Linked DNA regions of Danio rerio: region 2 is linked to region 1. A link is a contact called in public Micro-C data. All regions are on one chromosome and are shown on one strand. Each heading gives the region's core, a stretch centred on a gene start, on an enhancer-like site or on the middle of the called end of the contact. The rest is flanking DNA. Distances are from core to core; before and after follow the strand shown. Region 1 holds the start of gas1a (growth arrest-specific 1a). Region 2 has its middle 27 kb from the start of dapk1.

Region 1 (5,335 bases), core at 1,995-4,494:
CATTCAAAGGCTTAACTAAGTTAATAAGGTTAACTAGGCAGGATAGGGTAATTAGGCAAGTTATTTTAACGACTGTTTGTTCTAGAGAATATCCAAAAAATAGCTAAAAGGGGCTAATAATTTGGATCTTAAAATGATTAATAAAAAATTCAAAACTGGTTTTATTCTAGCCAAAATAAAACAAACAAGGCTTTTTCCAGAAGAAAAAAATATTGTCAGACATACTGTGAAAATGTCATTGCTCTGTTAAACATCATTTGGAAGCTATATTAAAAAAATGAAAAAAATAAATAAAAGGGGGGCTAGTAATTCTGACTCCAACTGTACATATTTGTACACACTGTAAAATCCTCATTCCTACCTTTATTTTTTAGTTGAATCAAGAGTACTTTTCTAGTCATCTCAACATATTAATCAAACTTACTAAAATATTAAGTAAAAATTAAATGAAACCTTAATAACATATTAAAAACAAGTTAAAGCAACATAACAACATTTGTTGTCTTGATATTTTGTCATTCAGTTTTTTAAAGTGCAGTCTGTTAGCAAACTTAGCAACTTTATAATGGGATGAGCTTATTTTGCCATCATATTTACAAGAACAAATTTGATATAAAGTTTATTTCTTTGTTGGATACTATTATCTTTAGATCAACTCATTGTGCACTCGTTTGACTCACAGAGTGTAGAGTTCCCATCATCCATCACCTGGAGCTGGTTTGTGAAAACATTATTGTCAGATCTGACCATCCGTAACTGACGTTGAGTTCATTGTTTAGGGTCAGAAGCTAGGTGCACAGTGGCCTAAAGGTACATTCCTGACTCCAGAGCAGTGTTTGAAACACAAACCCTCATTGTGCAAGGTGGATTCACTGATCCTCTGGCCTATAAGCATCAGCGGATGCCCTCTTTTCATGTTCAAGTGTGAACTTGCATGTTATCATTTTACATGTAAGGAGTCCACTTTTATTTTTTTTCATGGCTTACCATTACGTTTTATATTTGAGCCCAGAGCTGATGTTACTGCTCTTGGCCAACGTGTCTTTTTCTATTGTAATCGACTAGACACGGTGCAGCCAGCCAGGAACTATCATTTTCAAACACATTCCTCTCCTGGATCATGCTGAAATGACATTTACCCAAAAATGCATTTTCCATTAGTGGACTGTGAAATATAAGATTTCATTTTTTATAAGATCTTGCCTGAAAGAAGGCAAATGTATGAAATAAAATCTGCCGTGATAATTTAGCTTTGTATTTTAGTAGAGGTCAACTGTTGCTGAGGTAATTCTATATCTGTTGAAATAAATCCATAATGCAGTAACATCTGAAAACTGACTTTCCACAACACGTTTGTTACTTTCCTTTATGAAAACCAGTATGTGTTTTATGTTCATAGGAAGTTAAACTAAAGCTGTATGAAACTGACTTAAAGATCTATCTATCTGACATTACATTATAAACTTTAATCTATAACTATTATTTATAAAAGAGATACCCAATTAATACCACCCATTCTCTATTCATGTTTAATGATTAGTGTAAAACCACAAAATACTAATTATCATTTGAAAATGTTGTATTTTTTCACTGTCCTTTAAACTATTGTCACATCCATAAAAAAGCAAAAACCAGTTCAAGGCATTTAAAAAGGTGGAAAATATATTAAAAAGCCTTTATTCACATGGCTAATTCTTAAAAAACGCAGGCTTTTTAATATTTTTTCCACATTTTTTGAGTGCCTTGGACTAATTTTTGCTGTTTATTCTGATGAATCCCTTTTTCCCAAAGAGCCCCGACACATAATTTAACTACCCCTGAGCACTTTTTGTTTGATTTTGGATTATTGTCATATCCACTTGTAAAAAAAATATATATGTTATTTAGTATAACGACTTATTATTTTATATATTCTAATAGCTAAAGCAACTGTCTTGATTTCTTTACACAACTGTTGTGCTGAGTAATTTTGGAATATTGTGTTCATGTATTAAACTGTTTTCATTCATTTTCCTTCAGCTTAGTCCCTTTATTCACCAGGGGTCTACTTTTTTTCATATTAATTAAGATATGCATCCAACATATATAAATTAACTAGATATACTAATGGAGACTCCAAAATTGAACATTTTGTTTTTGATTATGTTCTGCATTTATACAAAATTCTGTGTTGTTTTAAAATATAATAATACTTATTATTGACATTTTGTTACCTTTGAATTATAAGGTTCTATCTGCATTCTGAATGATTTCGAGGTATTAAGCTTCAAACTTTTTGCATTCCATAGCAAGCAGTCTTAAAAAATCCCATAATGTAAATAAGTTGCCATTTAATAGGAATATGCCAATAACTCAATTTTGACAAAAATGTCAGATAGAACCTTATAATTCTAAGGTGACGATTTATCCAATCATTTTAAAGTTGCCAATCCGAATGCTCAAGACAAACCTGGACAGGCTAAATCCACTTACCTTGAATTTGCATCGAATTTAGCAATTTAAAATCCCTGCAAAAACATTTAATCATTACAGTTTGCACGCAAAACAGAGAGAAAGAGATGCTTGAATTTGTCTCAGCTTATTTTATGCAAACCTTCATGAAACTATAAGTGCAATATTGTTCAACAACAAAGTTCCTGGTAGTTCTTAAACACAATAATAAAAGTTTCTCGGACTTAATCTCTATGCTCAGTCATGCATAATCAAGAAATCATTAGCCGTGATGTGAGAGCCCAAATACGCGCGTCATGACCATATAGACTTGAAACAAAGACTGAGAAACAACAGTACAGTGGGATTTTTCTAACTCACTTTCTGCTCTGAGGTAATCCAAACCTTTCAGAAAGACCATTCCTGACCCATCACGCCCCACCCCCATCATCCCGCCCCCAACTTGACGTCGAGATTTGCAACAACAAACGGTCTGACCAATAGGAATCCCTTAAACTTCCGCAGGAGTAGAATGGATAAAGCAAAAGTAGCGGGTCAGAAAGGGGCCAGTGTGTGAATCTGAACGCCGTGTTATTATCTGCCCGGGTCCCGATGCGTGCTTAATGACGGACGACAAGCGCACGCCCGTGAATGTATCGGGAAAGCGCGAGGATCGAGGCTTGCGAGCGCATTTGTATGTGAGCGCTAGACGCGAGAAGGCGAACTCGTGAGCTCTTCACTTCTGCCCGCAAGAAAAGCGGGAGGTGAACGGAGGAGTCACCGCGCTGTCACACGGACACAAGCCGGGGAGATGGAGTGAACAAGTTCGCAGCACTTTCCGCAAATCAGTATTCTTCTTTTACTTTTTAAATTTAAAAAATCATGGATTACTGGAAAAGATTTTCATAACTTCACCAATTGTGGAACAAAGTTTTTACATTCGGATGGACCTTGCACAAACATGATCTAAGCTGAGGGATTTTCCCTCACTAGATGCAATGGAAATATGAAACATATCTGCTTGAAACTGACCTGACGCCAGCCAAACGATCACACATTTTGATATGGCAACTTGTGCAGAATTGGTTCGGGGGGCGCGCGCATTCGTTTGGCCTTTCGCGTGTGCGCTCGTGTGTTTTTGCTGTTTTTCCATCGCCTCCTCCAACCACCACGGCGGTCGGTTGATTTGCTGGCAGGCGATATTTAACTGCCAGTCGGAGCCCGAGTGTCATTACGCGTATGATCAGTATCTGCACGCCTGCGAGTCGATCCTGAACGGCCAGAGGAGGAAGTGTCCGAGTCACTGCATCTCGTCGCTGGTGCAACTCAACCTGACCAAGAGCGGCCCGGCGCTGGAGGACTGTAGCTGCAACAAGGACCCGCGCTGCCGGGAAATCAAACGAGCCATCGAGCCTTGCCTGCCCAAAACGAGCAACATGGGCTGCACCGAAGCCCGGCGCCAGTGCGAGAAGGACAGCCAGTGCCGAAGCGCGATGGGCGATTATTTAGTGCACTGCGGGAAACTCTTCAGCGGCTCCAGCTGCTCGAACCAGTGCCGCAATGTCATCGCGTACATGCGCAAACTCCCCAAAGCTCAACTCCTGGATACTTGCGTGTGTGATGGAACGGAGCGGACTATATGCGAGTTTATCAAAACTAGTATGAGAACGCTTTGCTTTGACTCTCCCCCCGTGGACGAGGAGGGCTCCAGCGGTTTGGACGATGACGAGCCCGGTGATGAGGATTACCTAGAGCCAGAACCCACGAGGAACACAGGTTCTGCTTTTGTGGCATGCTCTGTTTTGACTGTGGTGGCATCCATTTTGGCTCTGGTGCCGCTTCCTTGATCACTTTGAAGTCGAGATAATGATCTGCTCCAACGGCTGTTCGGGAATAGTGCATTTTACCTTTTTTTCTTCTGCTTTCCTGTTCTTTCACGGCAAGCTGTGTCAACATTTATTCCTTAACACTTTTTAGCTTTTGTTAAAATTTTAAACTAAGTAGTCCCATGCATATCGTAATTTTCTATTTGATTAGACGTTCATTAGTGAATGGTTGGTACAAATAAACAATAACAACAAAACCTAGCTATTGTAGTTTGACCATGATGACTACAAATTCACCATGGTTTGCTTCAGTTGTTAAAGTTTAACCACGGTATTAGTAGTTAAAACTAAACCACATACTACTTGTAACCACCACAACAAAAGCATGGTTACTGCACTTTTACTATAATAAAGCGTGGTAAATTTTTGTACCACTAAAAATCTAAAGTTATCAAATGCAAGTAGCAATTTTACTACTACCAACAACTGAAAGTAATGTGTAATGACAAGTCATATTGGCTACTGTTGGAAGAAAAATAAATAAATACATATTTAATTTAAAAGATTAGAATGTAACCAGTTCAGTAGATTCTACTATGTATTTGACTTTTCATGTCAGTAATAATGGATTAGTTACGCGTCACTGTAATGCATGCATTCTGATGCCCTATGAACCCACTAAAATCCAAAAATAGTTACTGTTGGATTATTTGCTAGCAAACAAAAAAGTATGTCAAATAATAAAAATAGATTTAAGTTGCTTTACTGAGTAAATGTTAATACAGCTTGACCAGATTTTTCTCCAAAGATTACAAGTTAAACTTTGTGTGACATTTAGTTGAATGTGGAAATTACCACATTGTAAACGTGTTTTGATTCACTATGCAAATTTACTGTTGCAGATTCGGCCCAGGTAAACAATGCCTTGTCTATTGTAATTGTCTATGATCAGCATAAAGTACTGATTCTGAAGATATTTAAGAGCAGGGATACAAAATATTTTAGGTCAGTCAACTGCCTTAAACACTAGCTTGCCTTATTCAAGTGCTATTTTGTAAAATACAAATTTATTTCCTTAA
Region 2 (5,790 bases), core at 2,545-5,044, 140 kb before region 1:
CACACCCCTCAGGCGAGGCCTCAAGGCTGATGTTTTACCGCTCCAGAATGAAAAATACCACCATGAGGGACTAGTGGTCAATATGTTTCCACACACTACTTATCTGCTCTTGTTCCAGTTACTTCAAAATGAACCTGACCAGCCTTAAGAACCTTTATTAGTGCTTGTTGTACTCATTTTGCACATTTCACAACTAAATGTGTTAATAAAGGGACCCTTTTTTGTAACACTGTTACTCATTTTCTTCCACTTTTCTTTCCCTCATGTTTTTTTTTCTTACAAACTGGAAAACTTTCTAAGTTATTCTGATCTAATTCCCATTGTCAGGCCTTAAAATGGAATCTGTGGGCCCCTCAAAAGGGTCATGTTCACCCAGCCTGGGGACTTTTTGCTCTGTTCTTTCTGTTCATTCTCCCTCTGGCTCTGGGCAGCTGTGTTTCCTCCCAGTGGGGCTGCTATTCCTCATCAACCAGTGCACCAATCGCAGTAATGGGCCTTAAGCACTGCCTAATTGTTGGTCTAATTGAGGTCTCATGTGCGTTTGGGTGCATGAGCTTCCAAAACCTGTATGAAGAAAAACATTGGAGTAAGTGCTTCAAGAATTAAAAAGAAAAAAAAAGTGTGGGTACAGGAAAATTGCAAATTAAAGACATACATGTGTACAAGCATGCATTGGTGCTAAAGAACTGTTTGTAAGCTTTAGTAACACGGAAAGAGTATTGAGCTACTGCATTTTAAACTGGTTTTCGTGGGAGTTTTTTGTGATTGAAATGCACACCAATACAACCAAAGTTACTCTGAACTTTAATTTTAGTACAGCTTAGTCAGGGTTGTGTCATTTAGATTTTTGTTTTAGTGAAAACAAGGCTGGAAAGTGTGAAGAGTGACCATTAGAAATAAGAGCATACTCATTTCCTCTCCATATGCTCCAGACACTTTATTATTAATAAACTGTTTGTTGTTGAGGTTGACCTCTGTTTTGATTAGTATTTAGACTCTTCTTACATCTTTAAATTGCTGAAATATCAGCCACTAGAATCACTGTACATTCAATGCTCTAATCTTTAGTCTAAGCAAAAAATACTTGCAAAATTCTATTCAGCTTCTGCCATTATAGGGAGCATGAAATATGGAGATGGAGATGTTTTGTCTATCTTTAAGTTTTAAAATGTTAAATGTCAAAAATGTACATAAACTGTAAGAAAATTTTTGATGCTCTTGAAATGCTCTTGAATTTTTGTCACTTGCCATTGTTTGGATTTTGAATGTTTTGCTTATTCATGTGAATCCAAATAAAAACATAAATGTTTGTGTGTGTATGTGCATGCATGCTTGTATGTCTTTGTATTTATGTGCATGTATGTAAAAAAAACAACAACCAGACAAGTAAAAAACAAACAACAAAAACTGCTAAACTAACTAACTGCTCTCTGTTGATTTGAAGTGTTTCCTTTATCCTCACTTGTAAATCACTTTAGATAAAATCATCTACTAAATAAAATAACCTGGCACTGCAAATCCTATGAGTATACCTCACAGCCTTGTTTTATTCTGTTAAATTCCATGTGGTGTTTAAAAAAAAAAATAATAAAAATATATATAAAAATGAATAATAGAAACCATTAAAAAAATTCCAATGATTTGTAATACAAGTATAAACATTACAAACCAGCAAATGTTGCCAGGTTTGCCGATTTCCCACAGAATTTCCCCACTTCTGTTTAAAGATTTGACATATTGCATAAATTGTATTTGACTGAAAGTGTACTGAAACATTATACATTCAGTGAATGATAAAACTGCAGAGAACTTGTGCTCATTTAAGAAAACAATCTGTTCATGACTGCTCTTAATTATTTTAAAGTTCAAATAAAGCATGTCAAGTTATTCTATTGAATAGATATTCTACTGCCAGCTGGACTTGTTTTGTGGTAACATATCCATCCATCCATCCATCCACCCATCCATCACACTGTAAAAAAATGCTGGGTTCCACACAATTGATTTGTGTTGGTATAACATGAAAGAGTTAAGTAACATTCGTTTTTGCAAATTTAAGTGGACAAAACATAAAACAATTAAGTTGTCCCTACGAAATCTCAAGAATTGTGTTATTTCAGATTATTTTATATAAGTTGTTTGAACAAGCAACAAAAGCCTATCTATCCATCCATCCATCCATCCATCCATCCATCCATCCATCCATCAATCCAAAGCTAATATTACGGAGGCAACGACCAAATATACTTTATATTCAGACACACATATGGGGTAGTACACAGTTTATCATATTTGAATCTTGTAAGTGTTTTGTTCTCCACTAGAGGGCGCTCGTATTCAGATAAACCATTGAGCTCTGCAATGAACCAGAAGAGCAGAGGCCGCAAAGCCTTTTTACCTCATTAATCAGGACACATGGATCCAAAGTCCTGTTTAAATGCATACAGCACCTTGTAATGTAAATAAATGGTACATACAACCCCCACCCGCACCCTAATTATGGTAAACACTTGTTTGATTGCAGCTGAACAAAGCCTAGCTTAACTAATAAACATCTTAGCAATTTCATCAACGTTGAAAGGGCATAGCTGATAGGCAGAGATGATGCAATGAAGGCTGTGAGGTCAGTCAGCTGACGTTACTGTATAAAGCAGTTGCTCATTCACACTGTCAAGACTTCAGAGACCCAAATCCTACAATAATGAGCTCACAACATAGTTTGGCTTGGACAGCTGTTTCTGCCTCTATTAACATCTTGAAGTACCAGTCAGTTTACACTATACCACACAACATTTTTAACACACTAAAACACAACAGCATTAAGATAAGATAAATACAAATAAATGATAATTTAAAGGAAATGCTTAAAGTGATTAAAACATTTAGCAAATGAATCAAACTCTTATATTTTGACTTAACTACAATGAAGGGGCTTCCATTTCCCTGCCTAGGCTGGTTTGCTGTTTTAGCTGGTCAACTAGTCTTTTTTAGAGGGGTTCTGGCCATTTCTGGGTTGGTTTCCAACTATTTCCAGCCTGGTAGTAGCTGGTTAGGCTGGGAGATGCTAAAACCAGCTTGATCAGCCTAGCAAGGATGGTAGCCCAGCCAAAACCAGCTATGTCCAGCTGAAACCAGCCTGGAAATTTCTAAAACCAGGCTGGTCGACCAGCTAAAACCAGCCAACCAGCCTATAGTTTAAGCAGGATTCATTATTTAGTAGCCTAAAAATAAAATAAACGACAACAATAATAATGTTACACACGGGAGATGTACATTTGCACAGTTTTACAATTAATAATAATTTTCTTTTTTCTGACTTTATTCTCTTTTAAACACAAAAGAAGATATTTTGAAGAATGTTAAAAACTGAAAGCCACATCCATAGTATTTGTTATAATAAATAGTTTTTTTTTGTTTATTCCTACTATCTAACTTAATGGGTAGCAGTTGCAACATTCTTCAGAATATCTTCATTTGTTTTCAACCCATGAGTAAATGATGACAGAATTTTCAGTTTTGAGGGAATTTTCTTTTTAAGCTTATGGGCTGGTGCTGAAAATGTTGACAACCTTTAATACCAGCAGCAGCAAGTCTGTTAACATCTCAGCTGTAATAATGCCTCATTATTTCTTTCCTCACAGAGGAGGCTTTGCCTTGCACCTGACACATTAATGAGGCTCTGGAAACACCTCCTCTTCCTCCTCTCCCCCTTTTCCATGTCAAGCCTAATGAGACGGAGTCACGCGTAGGCCGCTAATGACGCAACATATAATAACTCGCTGGCTGTTTGTTTGTTTTTCCGCTCGCCATCATCTGCATTCCTGACATTATTCCCATCTCCATGCATCAGGCTTCCTGTATGGCAGCAATTAGATTTAAAGTACACAACAGAGGTGATCTAGCATGCTTTTATACCAGGATAAAATCCAAAGCGTTTACTTGAAAGGCCTGTTTGTGAAGTAGCTGGAGTCTAGACTGTATGATAATGATCTGTGTATGATCTCAGTACAAGCGAGATGGCAGGGCTGTTACTTCACTTAAACTCGCCAGATGTTTAAAGTCTGAAATGCAGTATGGGATTCGAGGAGAAGGAGTTAAAGCGTGATTTGAGATTGATCCCAAGGGAATCAGGCACTTCACCTAAGCCTTTGGAGTTTCCTGTTTGGGAAAAGCAGCTATAAGGGGAAAGTAAGGAGAGAGATGAGCTTGTAGTGACAGGCCTAACACAGTTATTACAGCTAACACAGATATCACAGCTAACGCAGCCCTTGGCCTTCGGTGGCCTAGGTGTGAAGTGTCAGACATGCATACGTTTCTGAAACAGAACTTGCATTCTGTTTCTCTCGTCCTAATTATATACTGTTCTGAGTATTAGCAATACAATATTAAGTTACCCCCCATTGCGTTACATTACTTTTGCGTTACTTTGTGCGTTACTTTTATCTGAGCTGTTGTAGTGATATATACTTAGTAACTTCATTCATTTTGACTTAGGTCTGTCTTCAAAAACTGAAAGAGTCCTGTTGACGATACAGGGTGTGAAATGAACCTTTTTGCTTGGTAGCACAGGTGCTCCTAACTTCACAAATGTAGCCGCACCAGCCAAAATCTTGTTGCACCCACCAAAAATGATGAGCACTGTTACTACAAGTTTTAATTTTTTTTTTTTCTTTCTCTTTATTGAGCGTATATATATATTATACAATTTCAATCAACAATACAAAAAAGGCTCGAATATTTTTTGTTTGAATATACATACAAAACAAAGCAGAAAAGACAAACAGTGTGGAAGTAGAATACAATTTTGTAGCAAGAAGTACAATAAGAGTTTATATATAAAAAAAATGGAGGAAAATGCGTGTTTATACAGATACTGATTGTAAGAAGTCTATGAAGGGTTGCCAAATATTATAAAAACCTGAGAGATTGTCCTTCACCAAATATCTAATTCTTTCTAAATGTAAAGTATTGGAGAGATCTCGAAGCCACATTTTGTCAGTCGGTATCGTTGGTCCTTTCCATGACATCAAAAGTAATTTTTTTGCAGTTATAAGAGAGTAGGAAATGAACCGCTGTTGAGCTGAAGTAAATTTTCTAAATAGCTTTGATGTGCCAAGAATAATCAACAATGGATCAGGTGATAGTGTAGTCTTAAAAATTCTTGACAATACATTAAATACATCAGACCAGTAGTTTGTGACCTTCGGGCAAGAAAAAAAAGCATGGAAAAGTGTTGCATTAGGGGACTGACATTTATCACAGCTGGATAAAGCGTTTGGGAAAATGTTGTGGATCTTTACTTTTGAAAAGTGAAGCCTATGTATAATTTTGAATTGTATAAGACGATGTCTCGTATTATAGGAGCATGAGTGTATGTGTTCCAAAGATTCTTCCCAGATGTCATCGGGAATATGGGTACCCATGTCTTTCTCCCAGCTATCCTTGTATTTATTGGATGAGGGGGGGGATATTGTTTGTAATTTGTTATATATATTAGAGATAAATTTATTTTTATATGGGGATATGGTGCAACATTCATCAAGCATAGATTGTGGTTGTGTATCGAAATCTGGCATTAATTTTTGAATGTAATCTCTAACCTGTAGATATCTAAAGAAATTATTGTTATGTAATTTGAACTTTGTTTGCAATTGTGCAAAGGAAGCAAATTTACCCTCAATATACAGGTCACGGATACAACATAATCCTAATTTCCTCCAATTAGTAAACGTCAGATCTAAATTAGAAGGGGGAAAGGATGGATTTTTAGCAATTGGTAAAGAAAGAGGC

The links. A called contact is a pair of places that touch in the nucleus more often than the background predicts.
Region 2: a contact with region 1 is called in a Micro-C map of caudal fin, with 13 times the contacts expected there. The contact joins the enhancer-like site here to the promoter of gas1a in region 1. A contact is called at or near these places in 2 of 18 Hi-C or Micro-C datasets (caudal fin and fibroblasts) and 2 of 4 datasets of contacts at active chromatin or transcription factors (caudal fin and embryo).

What each region holds. Positions count from the first base shown.
Region 1 is chr5:45,370,592-45,375,926 of GRCz12tu, reverse strand. gas1a (growth arrest-specific 1a) reads left to right here and starts at 3,244. Exons shown (of 1, transcript NM_001111220.1): 1 at 3,244-5,335. The coding sequence starts at 3,495. The coding sequence ends at 4,277.
Region 2 is chr5:45,505,720-45,511,509 of GRCz12tu, reverse strand. No RefSeq gene overlaps it. Among named protein-coding and RNA genes, the nearest start is that of dapk1, 27 kb to the left of the region's middle. Within about 2 kb of position 3,794, at least 10 of the 62 cell types and tissues checked have an H3K27ac peak or open chromatin away from gene starts, as enhancers often do. A contact at or near this core is called in caudal fin, where this site is marked.